4 separate regions of the Gossypium hirsutum genome follow, and regions 1, 3 and 4 are each linked to region 2. A link is a contact called in public Hi-C data. All regions are on one chromosome and are shown on one strand. The core of a region is the stretch at or near the end of the contact, and the rest is flanking DNA. Distances in the headings are between cores, read along the strand shown. Region 1 holds the start of LOC121224494. Region 2 holds the start of LOC107945403 (ethylene-responsive transcription factor RAP2-10). Region 3 holds the start of LOC107945714 (nicotinate phosphoribosyltransferase 2). Region 4 holds the start of LOC107932953 (cysteine proteinase COT44-like).

The links. A called contact is a pair of places that touch in the nucleus more often than the background predicts.
Region 1: a Hi-C map of leaf shows a contact between it and region 2, with 2.3 times the contacts expected there. The contact joins the promoter of LOC121224494 here to the promoter of LOC107945403 in region 2. A contact is called at or near these places in 4 of 34 Hi-C or Micro-C datasets (leaf and seedling).
Region 3: a contact with region 2 is called in a Hi-C map of leaf, with 1.7 times the contacts expected there. The contact joins the promoter of LOC107945714 here to the promoter of LOC107945403 in region 2. A contact is called at or near these places in 3 of 34 Hi-C or Micro-C datasets (all in leaf).
Region 4: a Hi-C map of leaf shows a contact between it and region 2, with 2.6 times the contacts expected there. The contact joins the promoter of LOC107932953 here to the promoter of LOC107945403 in region 2. A contact is called at or near these places in 3 of 34 Hi-C or Micro-C datasets (all in leaf).

Annotation. Positions count from the first base shown.
Region 1 is chrD12:30,711,412-30,714,111 of Gossypium_hirsutum_v2.1, forward strand. It overlaps LOC121224494, which reads left to right and starts at 1,370. Exons shown (of 2, transcript XM_041107912.1): 1 at 1,370-1,497; 2 at 1,852-2,279. The coding sequence starts at 1,490. The coding sequence ends at 2,191.
Region 2 is chrD12:30,517,966-30,520,665 of Gossypium_hirsutum_v2.1, forward strand. LOC107945403 (ethylene-responsive transcription factor RAP2-10) reads left to right here and starts at 1,333. Exons shown (of 2, transcript XM_041107905.1): 1 at 1,333-2,410. The coding sequence starts at 1,728. The coding sequence ends at 2,246.
Region 3 is chrD12:30,762,680-30,765,379 of Gossypium_hirsutum_v2.1, forward strand. LOC107945714 (nicotinate phosphoribosyltransferase 2) reads left to right here and starts at 1,265. Exons shown (of 15, transcript XM_016879810.2): 1 at 1,265-1,611; 2 at 2,001-2,148; 3 at 2,269-2,388; 4 at 2,508-2,642. The coding sequence starts at 1,436.
Region 4 is chrD12:30,319,449-30,322,148 of Gossypium_hirsutum_v2.1, forward strand. LOC107932953 (cysteine proteinase COT44-like) reads right to left here and starts at 1,403. Exons shown (of 4, transcript NM_001327358.1): 1 at 879-1,403. The coding sequence starts at 1,350.

The sequences.
Region 1 (2,700 bases), core at 120-2,619, 190 kb after region 2:
AGAAAATCCTTAATTCAGAATAGCAAAATTATCGGATCCAGTGAGTTAGGGTTCAATATTTTGAAATCCCGAAAAACTTTATATTGATAATGGTATGGTTTAATAAAATGGAAACTTGATGATCTAAATTCATTGAGAAGAATTGAAGCCAAGTGAGTTAGGGCACAATTCTCTCGTGAACTTTCGAATATCAAGCTTCCGTTTTTTTTTAAAAGAATTTGGACATAAAATGATCATAATGCTTTAATGAGAACCAATCTTCACAAACAATATAATTGAATGGCAATGTATAAAAACAATCTAAGCTTAAGCTAGAAGCAATCAAGCAAGTAATAGGCAAAAATCATATTATACAAACATCAATATTGATACTCAAGTATCTAATAAATGAGCAACTAATTTTTCTTTCTTAAAAACTCTCATGGTAGCCAGAAAAATGATAATGAGAAAAAAATGAAAATTTTAAAAGGAAAATTTGATAATAATGTTAAAATAAACAGTACTTAAATGAATTTTAATGGAAAATTTGCAAAAATAAGAAATAAATAAAAAATAAAATAGAAGTGAATAACTAAAATTAATACCAACATTTTGATTTGTATGAATAAAACCTAATGTAAATAACAATATATATGGCAATAAAAAAATAAGTAAAATAAAATAGCAAATAAAAAAAAAACAAGGCTTTCGTGCATGACAAAACATTTGTAATTAATAATATGTTATTATATATAAATACATGTATTAAGAGTGCATTATTTATACATATATAAAATATAAGATAATGTTATGGAGAGATTTTGAGACTAATGGTATATATCCATACGTACATGAACGGAGAAAACGTGTATAAATTGGGCTGAGATAGGGATTAAAACATATATAAAATATTTATAAAAATAGGTAATGAATTCATGGAATGATATATAAAAAAAATTAGCTGATGTATATGAAAACAAATAATCATAATAACACTAAATGAAATCAATAACGATAAACTGACTAATTTAAAAGGGATGGATCTATTCGAAACCAAACAAAATTTTAAGAGTTGATTTGGAACGACTGTGTAGATGATTGAGTTGGAAACTATTTAACATCGAAGGGGTTATTAAAGCAATTTAACGCAAAAATCTTCTCCAGCATGATTTGAATACTCAAAACAGTGCCGTTCAAACTCGGATCTATATGGAACCGGGACTAAATACACAGTACCAAATTAAAGATTAAATAAAATCAAATTGAAGCGAACGCAAAAGAAAAGGGACTTGTCGCGTAAATAGACCGATAAACCCAGGTGCGCGGATCCTACCCTCGGGTCGGGTCACCGTACGGATCTCAGTCTTAAACGGTGTCGCTTTTCAACGCACATAAATGCTCTATTACCCTAACCAGCGGCCCTCTTTTCATTTTCAAAACAGAAATATAAAAAAATGGATCTCTGAATCCCTGCTCAGGCTCCGACGGTGACAGAGAGAGCACGGACTCAATGGCGAGGTATTTCCCCCTTTTTAGTGCTACTGTTTCTTTCTTTACTAAACACCCCCTTTTTGAATCTTAAGCAAAAAAACAAAGTGCTCATAATAAAAGGAAAAAGAAGAACTCAGAAATCACCTTTCTCTTTGATTTCTTTGAATATTTTTTTTACAATCAGTGTCTGTTTTTTCTTTGTATTTTTTTGTATATTTTTTATATGCCCCCGTTTACAGCATTCGAGTGGCCTTTTTATGGCCCCCCTTTACAAAAATGAAATGAAAAGAAAAAAATAAAATAAAATGCTCCCCCCCCAAATCCCCTATGTTGCCCCTATTCTGCTATCTTTCTCTGCTTGTTTTCTTGTGTATTTTGCAGGTACGAGGGCAGAGGCCGACGTGGCGTGTACGGAGGCAAAACGAGCAGTGGTGGCGTATGTGCGAAGGCGCGCACGCTGGCAGAGGCTCGGCACGTGAGGACGAATGCCCTGGGTGGCTGCGGCGTGGCACGTATAGAGGCTAACTGGTGTGCGTGGAGGCTACTAGGGTTTGCCACAGTGCATTATGATATTGGGCCTTTTGTGCTGAATCGGTTTGCTGGGTTTAGGTTTAGGGCTAGGCTAATTTGGGTAGTTTGGGTTAAAATGAGTTGGGCCACATTGGGCCTTTGTAACTGGACATTTTTATTATTTAAATCTGGTTTTAAAATGCCCGGGTAAAAATTGGTTATTACATAAACAATTCACAACCTTATTTTTTTTAATATGTGAGATTGTGCTATTTCCATAAATGAGACTTGTTTTTCCATATAGGGTGTTCTCTTGATTGTTATGTCCAAGTTTTCTTGGATTTTCTATATTGTGTTTCAAGATTTTTGTGATAAAATGAAATCTTTACTTCTAATTTATTAAAAAAAATCAAACGTTGCTTAGAGAATCATAAACTTGTACTCCTTTTTAATTATTGTAAAATGTAGATGTTTAATCTATTCAACTTTACATTTATGAGAAGAAGGGTTTATGTAGATTTTTTGTGCTAAATCAACCATTTTAATTTGTTTTGAATCTAAATTAATTTTTAATTAAATGAGGATTCAAAATTTTAGGCATTAATATAAATTCTTGAAATTTAAATTAAGGGTCAAATTAAAGTTTTGATCTAACTTTGGGTTAATTTGAATTTGGGATTGAGTGTTGATGTTTAGAAGGATTGGATTAATAGTTGAAGT
Region 2 (2,700 bases), core at 83-2,582:
ATTATTATCCAGATTGACAATTTTGAATTCACCAACAACTTCCCAAAGGCTTTTAATTATGTTCTCAAGTGCCCGATACCCAATTGTTCAGCCAAGAAAACGAACAATAAGCATTTGGTGCATACTCTGATCAGTTAGACCATGAACTCTTTTAGAAAAGCAAATATCTAGATAAGGGTCATCCGTTGAGATATGCACATCATCTTCATGTAGAGCTATCTCATTATCATCCAAGAACCCCTTCTGTCTTATTGTCTCCATGTGCATTTGCCATAAACTTCTCCTTAAAGATTGCCTCCTCCATTTCCAAGTCATCACTATTCACAAGTAATGGATCCTTATTCTCTACATTCTTCACAGCTCGCTCTAACTCAGCCCGTGGTAGAGAGATTTCTTTAACTTCTTTACCAACAATAAATGCTTATGGCTTGCATAAAAATTAAAACCAAAACTGATATAAATGAAAATTCGATATTAAACATTTTAGTTGACAATACAAATATAAATACACCTTCAAACAGTTAAAATGTGAAATTAAAAACCCACTGATTACAACTACAAGTTCAGTATGTTCAAGACATCCGCGTTCCACCCGTCAATTATTTATTTCTATGTTTCAGAATTCTAAAAAACTCCAATTAACAATGAAAGCTATAAATTTTAACAAACGTGCTAAAAAAAGTTTATAAACTAAAAAGTAGAAAGACAAAAAAGCCCATCCACCCATTGCGTGGAGAGAAAGTCAATTCCTAACGGTATCTATCCACCGACCGAACACCGACCTACCCTATCTCTTAGCTCTTGCTCGCCTACTCACTCCTTTAAAAACAAAATTATTATAATAAAAAGATGGCAAAACAAACAAAGATAGAATCATTATCATGAAATTGAGTTTAATTATTGATTAATTAAAAAAGGTTGAGAAAACGAAAAAGTAATTTCCTTTTTAAAACCCTTTGAAATTCACTTCACTTGCCCACAAAACGACAATTCCTCCAATCCCTCCATCACCGCCTTCCTAATCACTTAATTGTTTGCGTGATCAAGTTTTTTTTATGTATTCTTTAATTAATGATTAAAGTATACTGTAGTGTGAAATCTTAGCTAAACAAACACCTAAGGACACCGGTTTCATCTCTCTATTTTAATATGAAAGAAATGAGATTAATAAATTCTATTTTGAAAGCATCGCAATAAGAAAACAAAATCATAAACTAATATTTAAACAATAAATTAGGTGTAAAATAAGTTTGAAATCAAAGATAATAAAAGAAGATGGAAGACAATAAAATTCATATTTATATGCCAATGACAACCCCAACATGCCATGCTTTAAAGCATCCAAGTCCACGCCCCGTTTCCCTTTTTCCCCCAGTTATAACAATTACTAAGAATAATAATATTGTGTATGTTGTATTTATAACAAAATTCCCTTACTCCACATAGATTTGTGTCGGTGAATTTGGATCTTCTCTTTTATAGTTTTTTTTCCTTCTCTTTCTCTCTGCCTTTCTTTGTTTGTTCTAACATATAACTTTGTTGTGTCGGAAAAACATTACATTTCAAACACGACACAACCAAACTAACTATGTCATCTCCAACTCTCCATTCTTCTCCTCCCCCTTCATAGTTCCAGCTTTCTTCCCCTGTTCTAATAAAAACCCAAGCCTCCCGACTACACAACCCAGAGTTGAGGAACATAGGATTTCTCCAATAATTTGCAAGGCATGGAGAATGGAACAGGAGTTGTTGCTTCAAGGGAGAGTTCGAGGAAGTCCACGGCGGAGAGGCCTTACAAAGGGATAAGGATGAGGAAGTGGGGGAAATGGGTGGCTGAGATTAGGGAACCCAATAAACGGTCGAGGATTTGGTTAGGGTCTTATTCAACACCTGTTGCGGCGGCTCGAGCTTATGACACGGCGGTTTTTTACCTGCGTGGACCGTCGGCGAGGTTGAACTTTCCTGACCTTTTGGCGGGAGAGAGAGTTGGCAGCGCCGGTGGCGGCTCTCTCGGTGGGGATTTGTCAGCGGCTACTATAAGGAAAAAAGCTATTGAAGTTGGTGCTAGAGTTGATGCTCTTGAGGCAGCTCACCACCACCACCACCATCATAATCATCGTGGTCATAATTATAATCATGGTTATGACGAAGAGTTGAAGCCAAGTACAGGCGGTTTTTTACATCGGGTTGACTTGAACAAGATGCCCGACCCGGAAGATTCAGATGGTGAATGGGAAAGGAAATAGGAAGTTAAAAAAAAATTGATTGAATCATGACCCTCCAACTTTTATGATGTAATTTTTGTTCCGTCTCTTTTGGCGGCTACCCCGAGGGAAAAAAGGAAGGGGAAAAGGGAGGTGGTTGCTAAAATGCACCGGGGGCAATTCCTATCATGCACACTGTAGTGGAGGTAAGTCTAGGTTACGCTGAAAAAATGATGAAACCTTTTGTATTAATTATTAGTCGTAATGAAAAATCTTTTTGGTTTTTCTATTTAGGCAGTTTTTCTTTCATTGGTGGGATTTGACGGTGGTAAAAAATTTGACCACTGGAGAAAAAGAAAAAGGATAATTGTATATTTGGCTCTAACCTCTAATTTCTATACTTCATTTACAGGGTTTTTTTTTATTATTAATTTGGTTGTGCTTATATAGGAAGCCTCTTCACTGTGATTCAGTAAAAAAGATATATAATTACTTT
Region 3 (2,700 bases), core at 15-2,514, 240 kb after region 2:
AAAAAGGAGAAGGTCTCACAATTATCGTTTTATTTGTGGAAGATCGAGAACATTTTATTCAACATGAAAATGACCCTAACAATCTGATAACTATTCCCATTATTCAACAATTGGTTTGATGTTATGTGGTCATTGTGATTTTAGGGGTTTAAACGATTTCTTTTATAATTTCTAATTTTTTATAAATTTTAAATATATTTTATAAATTAATAGAACTTATTATAAAATTTTATAAAATTTATAAATTTTTTATGATTTTTTATTTTTTATAAGTTTATATAATTTTTAATATTTTTATAAATTTTATAAGAAAATATAAGAGTAAATCAATTGATTTTAATGGTGAATGTGGTGAAAGATAAAAATGGTTAATAGGAGACTTAATTGAATTTAATTGAATGGAATAAGTGAATGACCTATAAAACTTTATTTTATCCTTTCATATTTCAAAATTTAAACTTATAATTATTTAATTTCGTTTTTATGAGGCAAAGAACTTGGTAAGGAAAGTCAAAAAGGGAATATGGACGTTTAATATTTTCTTTAATTCTCCAATCTTGGAAATTCCAAAATGTGTTCAAATTTCTAAATCTGTGTTTTCTTGGAAATTCTTCCATAATCACATATTGGTGCAACCGTACATCAAAGTCATATAAAATTTTAATTTTGATAATTGTGCTAATGGTATGCTGAATTAAATAAAAAATTCATGTATAAAATCAATATTTATCCATTTCTATTTTTATCTAATAGAAACATTGAAATAAAATAAAAAATTTCTTACATTTATATGATTCAAAATAGAGTTATACTTTTATAACGATTTGAACCAAAGTCTTTAAAGTTAAAAAGAAATTGTAATTAAATTCATAAATTGAAACTATAAAAAGAAAAAGCGAAAACATCATGTAAATAAATAAAAAGAAAACAATAAAAAACCTTTTTTAAAGAAAATCTAGAATTCCAATCATATGTTAAAATATCAATTGATAAAATAAATTTTTAACAATGACATTTAAGTTCACTTATTTCGAAGTTAATAAAAGTTTTTTTTTTTTTTTTTTTTAAAAAGACAAATCATCCAAGCTCCAATAAAATGGAGAAGATTTGTAAGGTCCACAAAGAAAAGGCAATCTGTACACGTCACGCTCTTAAAGGCTGACTAAGCAGCTATACTTTTCGCTATTTTTGAATTCCTTGTAATCATTTTATTATTATTGATTATTTATTTTAAGATAATTAAAATATTAAACCTTTTCAATTTAGCTGGAATCTAATTCAATTCCAAAGTTTTTTTTATTAATTTTTATTTTCCTCAATTTTCTCACAGAAAAAGAAAAACCAAAATACGATTTCCATCTCATCAACTTTCGTACTTCTTTCTTCTTATGCTCTCGTGAGCCACACGCTTGCTCTCCTCCTCTACCACTATAAAATGCAGGCGGGCGGAAGGATTTTATTTATTACAATGGAGGCCAGAGCGAGTCAAAATGCGGGTCGGGTCATGGACGGCCCAACCAATCCCATGGTCACCCCTCTTCTTACCGATCTTTATCAGTTCACCATGGCTTACGCTTATTGGAAAGCCGGCAAACACAATGAACGAGCCGTGTAACTTTCCAACTCTTCCAATTTCTTTTCATTTTGAATAAAATCTCTTTTTTTTCTCGCTTTCTTATCTATGCTTTGTTTGGCTACTATGAAAAATCGGCTTGGATGTAGATTATGGTTGCTATGTTGTTATTAGTTAGGTAGTTAGTTATAGTTTCTTGTTTCCGCTAGATTTCCTTTTCTTTCTTATTTTCCTTTTGACTTTATCATTCGATGATGTTCAAGTTGGTATTTAGTTCATTTAGCATTAAATAATAGAAAACAAAATTTTAAACTATTGGTATTTTAATTATTCCATGTTAGTTTCGGAAATGAAAAATTCAAAGTATTTCCATTTGGAAAGATCGAATGTTTGAGCTTTTGATTTAAAATTTAAAACGTGCATTCAGGTTCGATCTATATTTCCGAAAGAACCCGTTTGGTGGTGAATTTACAGTGTTTGCTGGTTTGGAAGAATGCATAAAGCTCATTGCTAATTTCAAGTTAACTGAGGAAGAGGTCTCCTTTATCCATAAAAGCTTGCCTGGTTCATGTGAGGTAAACCAAACTAAGTTATAGAGGATTCAAGTAATGAGATTCTGGTTGTAGATCATTTCTTTTCCGACCTTTTCTTGTATATTTAGTGGTTAGCTCATTCATTGTCTTTGCAAATGGCAGGAAGGCTTTTTGAATTATTTAAGAGAAATAGACTGCTCTGATGTTGAAGTGTATGCTATTTCAGAGGGAACAGTTGTTTTCCCAAAGGTTCCCCTACTTAGACTTGAAGGGCCAGTCGCTGTGAGTACGCTTTAACTAAATATTTTGGTCCCATCAGTTTGTCTTGAATTTGGTATTTGTTTTAGGCTCCTTCGTTTTACATCTTGCCTTTTCTCTGTATTTGAATTTGTTGTTTTTAGGTGGTTCAATTGCTGGAGACTCCAGTTCTGAACCTTGTGAATTTTGCATCCTTAGTGACTACAAATGCGGCTAGACATAGACTTGTTGCTGGACAATCTAAAATGTTGTTTGAGTTTGGGCTTCGAAGGGCTCAGGTTAATGAATTTTCCCCCTTGTTTGAAGTGTCAATATCTGGGTTTCTCTTTGTGAAAT
Region 4 (2,700 bases), core at 153-2,652, 200 kb before region 2:
GATAACAGGGCGGGGTTAAATTGAGATTTTGTAACCAATTTTTTGTATTTTTGGTAGTCATTATTCCTTTATTTGCACTTAATTTATTAAAGTAAGTATAAAAAAAAAACTAAAAGCTTATTCAGATCCATTAAGCACTTATTTACTAAAATTAAAGTTTATGAGTTCATTTGTATGTAATGGAAGTATGAAGACTCCTCTAAATAAAGTAGCAAAATCCTTAGTATTTTAGCTTTTTAATTGGTTTTTAGCTTTATTTGTGAAATTTATATATACACTAATTTTAATTGTTTTATCAGTTGATACACCAACTCCTTTATGAAATTATTAAAATTCCTTAAGTTATATATTATGTGGGTGTTTTTATCCTTTTATACAATAAATAAAAATAAGATTTAAACCTGAAACACAATACATGATCGTTGTAAGTAAAATATCAATTATATTTTATAAAATTTTAATAAATATATTTATCACATTATTTTTTTATTCACATTTCATAAATCTAATGTGTATTTATAATAGATAACGTATGATAATTTTCCCTGTAAAAAGTAAATGTAAAAAAAAATCTAATGTTTTAATGTGACTTAAAAAGCCCCAACTACCAAACTACCGTTCCATTTTCATAACTACCATTCTGCCGCCAATCCGTAGTCCGGTTTTTGATAAGAGGATAAAGGAAAATTAAAGAATGAAAAGAAATCATGAATTTGTTTTTTGGACGGATCATGAAATTAGCATGAAGCCTTAAGTCACAAGTAATCTCATATTCTTATTTGATGTTAGATTAGGATACTTCAATAATTAAAAAAAAGAAGTGCATGGATATAATTATTTTCATTTTGAAGTTAGAAATTACATAAAAATTCACTCACCACAAGATCCTTGATCCTTGACCGGACTAACAGCTCCATGATCTCTCCAGTCTACTGAATCCGGCAAGTTATCGCCGGCACGGTGAGCGTAACGTGAGCTGGGGATCTTGGACTTCATGAGTCGACGTCTAGGGTCAGTCCTGGTGCCCAAGAACTTGGCTCGGTACTCTTGGTTGGTTAAATCAGCAAACTTGTTCAACCCAAGCTTATATGTAGTGTTGTTGTTAGAGTTATGTTCATCAATGAATCTCAAGTTATCCTTAAAGATTTCGAACCTTTTCTCTTCTTCACCGATGCCATTGTAAGCTTTGCCATGTTGGATGACCCAAGATTTGTACAACCCCATCACTTCATCATCGCTTCTCCAGCTTGATGATGATGATGGATGGTTTTGGTTTAAGGTTAGAGTGGATATGTATGTAGCAGAAGATAAGGTGAAGAAGAAAAGGGGGAAAAGAAGGGTTAATTCCATGGGAGATTTGAGAAGGGTCGCTGGAGAGAAAGGGTTGAGGAAATTGAATTGATGAAGAAAAGAAGAGAGGTTGAGGGGGTTTATAAAGACGATGGAAATGGTTTAATAATTCAAAAGGGTAGAACATGAATGACGGTTGGATAATTATATTTGAAAAAGAAGAGGCTTTCGGTGTTGTTGGATCCTTCAATGTATATTGTATGAGAAAAAGGAATAAAAGAGCGAAGGGGCAGCCGAGTCCTTTGGAACTTGGATAAAGCACACTATCGGAAAATTAAATTTATTTTTAAATATATATTTAAGGGTGAAAAATTATCCTTTTACTTAGAGGAAGGGGTTTCCTTTACTCTTCATCTACCAGTCAGATTCCAACCTAAAATGTTCAGTAGAATTGGAATCTGAGATGGAAAAGAAAATAAAAGGAAAAGCATTCTCAACTCTTTTGCTATTTTCAAGAGCAGGAAGTCCATCTACATTTTCGCTTTTTTACTAGTAAACCAGTTACTTCTATCATTCACATTAATTGAAAGTTTTCTTTTTCTTCTTTTTACGATTCAATTTTTTTTATAAAATAATTTTGAACATCACATTTGTTAACTAAAATTCAAACAACTTTCGACTTGAATCTAAGATATCATCTTTTACTTATTGATGAGTACTAATCAATCGTACCAATCATCAAATCATGGAACTTGTTAGCTAAACTTTAAAAAAAAAACCTTAACAACCTGATAATTTAAATAATTTTTTTTTGAATAATTTAGTGATTAAAAAAAACTTTCAAATAATTTAATGATTATTTTATAATTTTAAAAATTAAATGACCAAAATGTAAATTTACTAATAGTTTAATCTATCTTAGTATAATTCACCCTAATTAATATTGGAGTAGAAAAGAGTTACACAATTATATTTTTTAATACAATATTAAAAATAAAATATTAGAAAAATATAGTTTAAATCCGTCTATCTATTTAAGTCAAGATAATAGAAACAGATATAGTTGCAAGTTGCAAAATGTATAAACCTAGAATCTGGTCTAATATTCCAACTTGTTGGTTTATCATACGCTACGCCCCCATACCACTCACATGCTGTCATGTTGTTTTCTCGTTTCTCATCTTATGAAATTCAGTGCAACCTTTTCATTCAAATTAAAAAAAAAAAAAGCCAATTTGCTGAAATTTGTAAAATAGAACACTTAATTGATTTCCTTGCTCCCAATCAAAAATTTCTTTTCGGGGGTTTCAATATGAGCATCCCAAGATAATATTTTTTGTACTTCAAAATTCCAGAATCTATTATACAAATATGATAACTTATCAGTAATTTAGGTTTTATTTGTTTAAT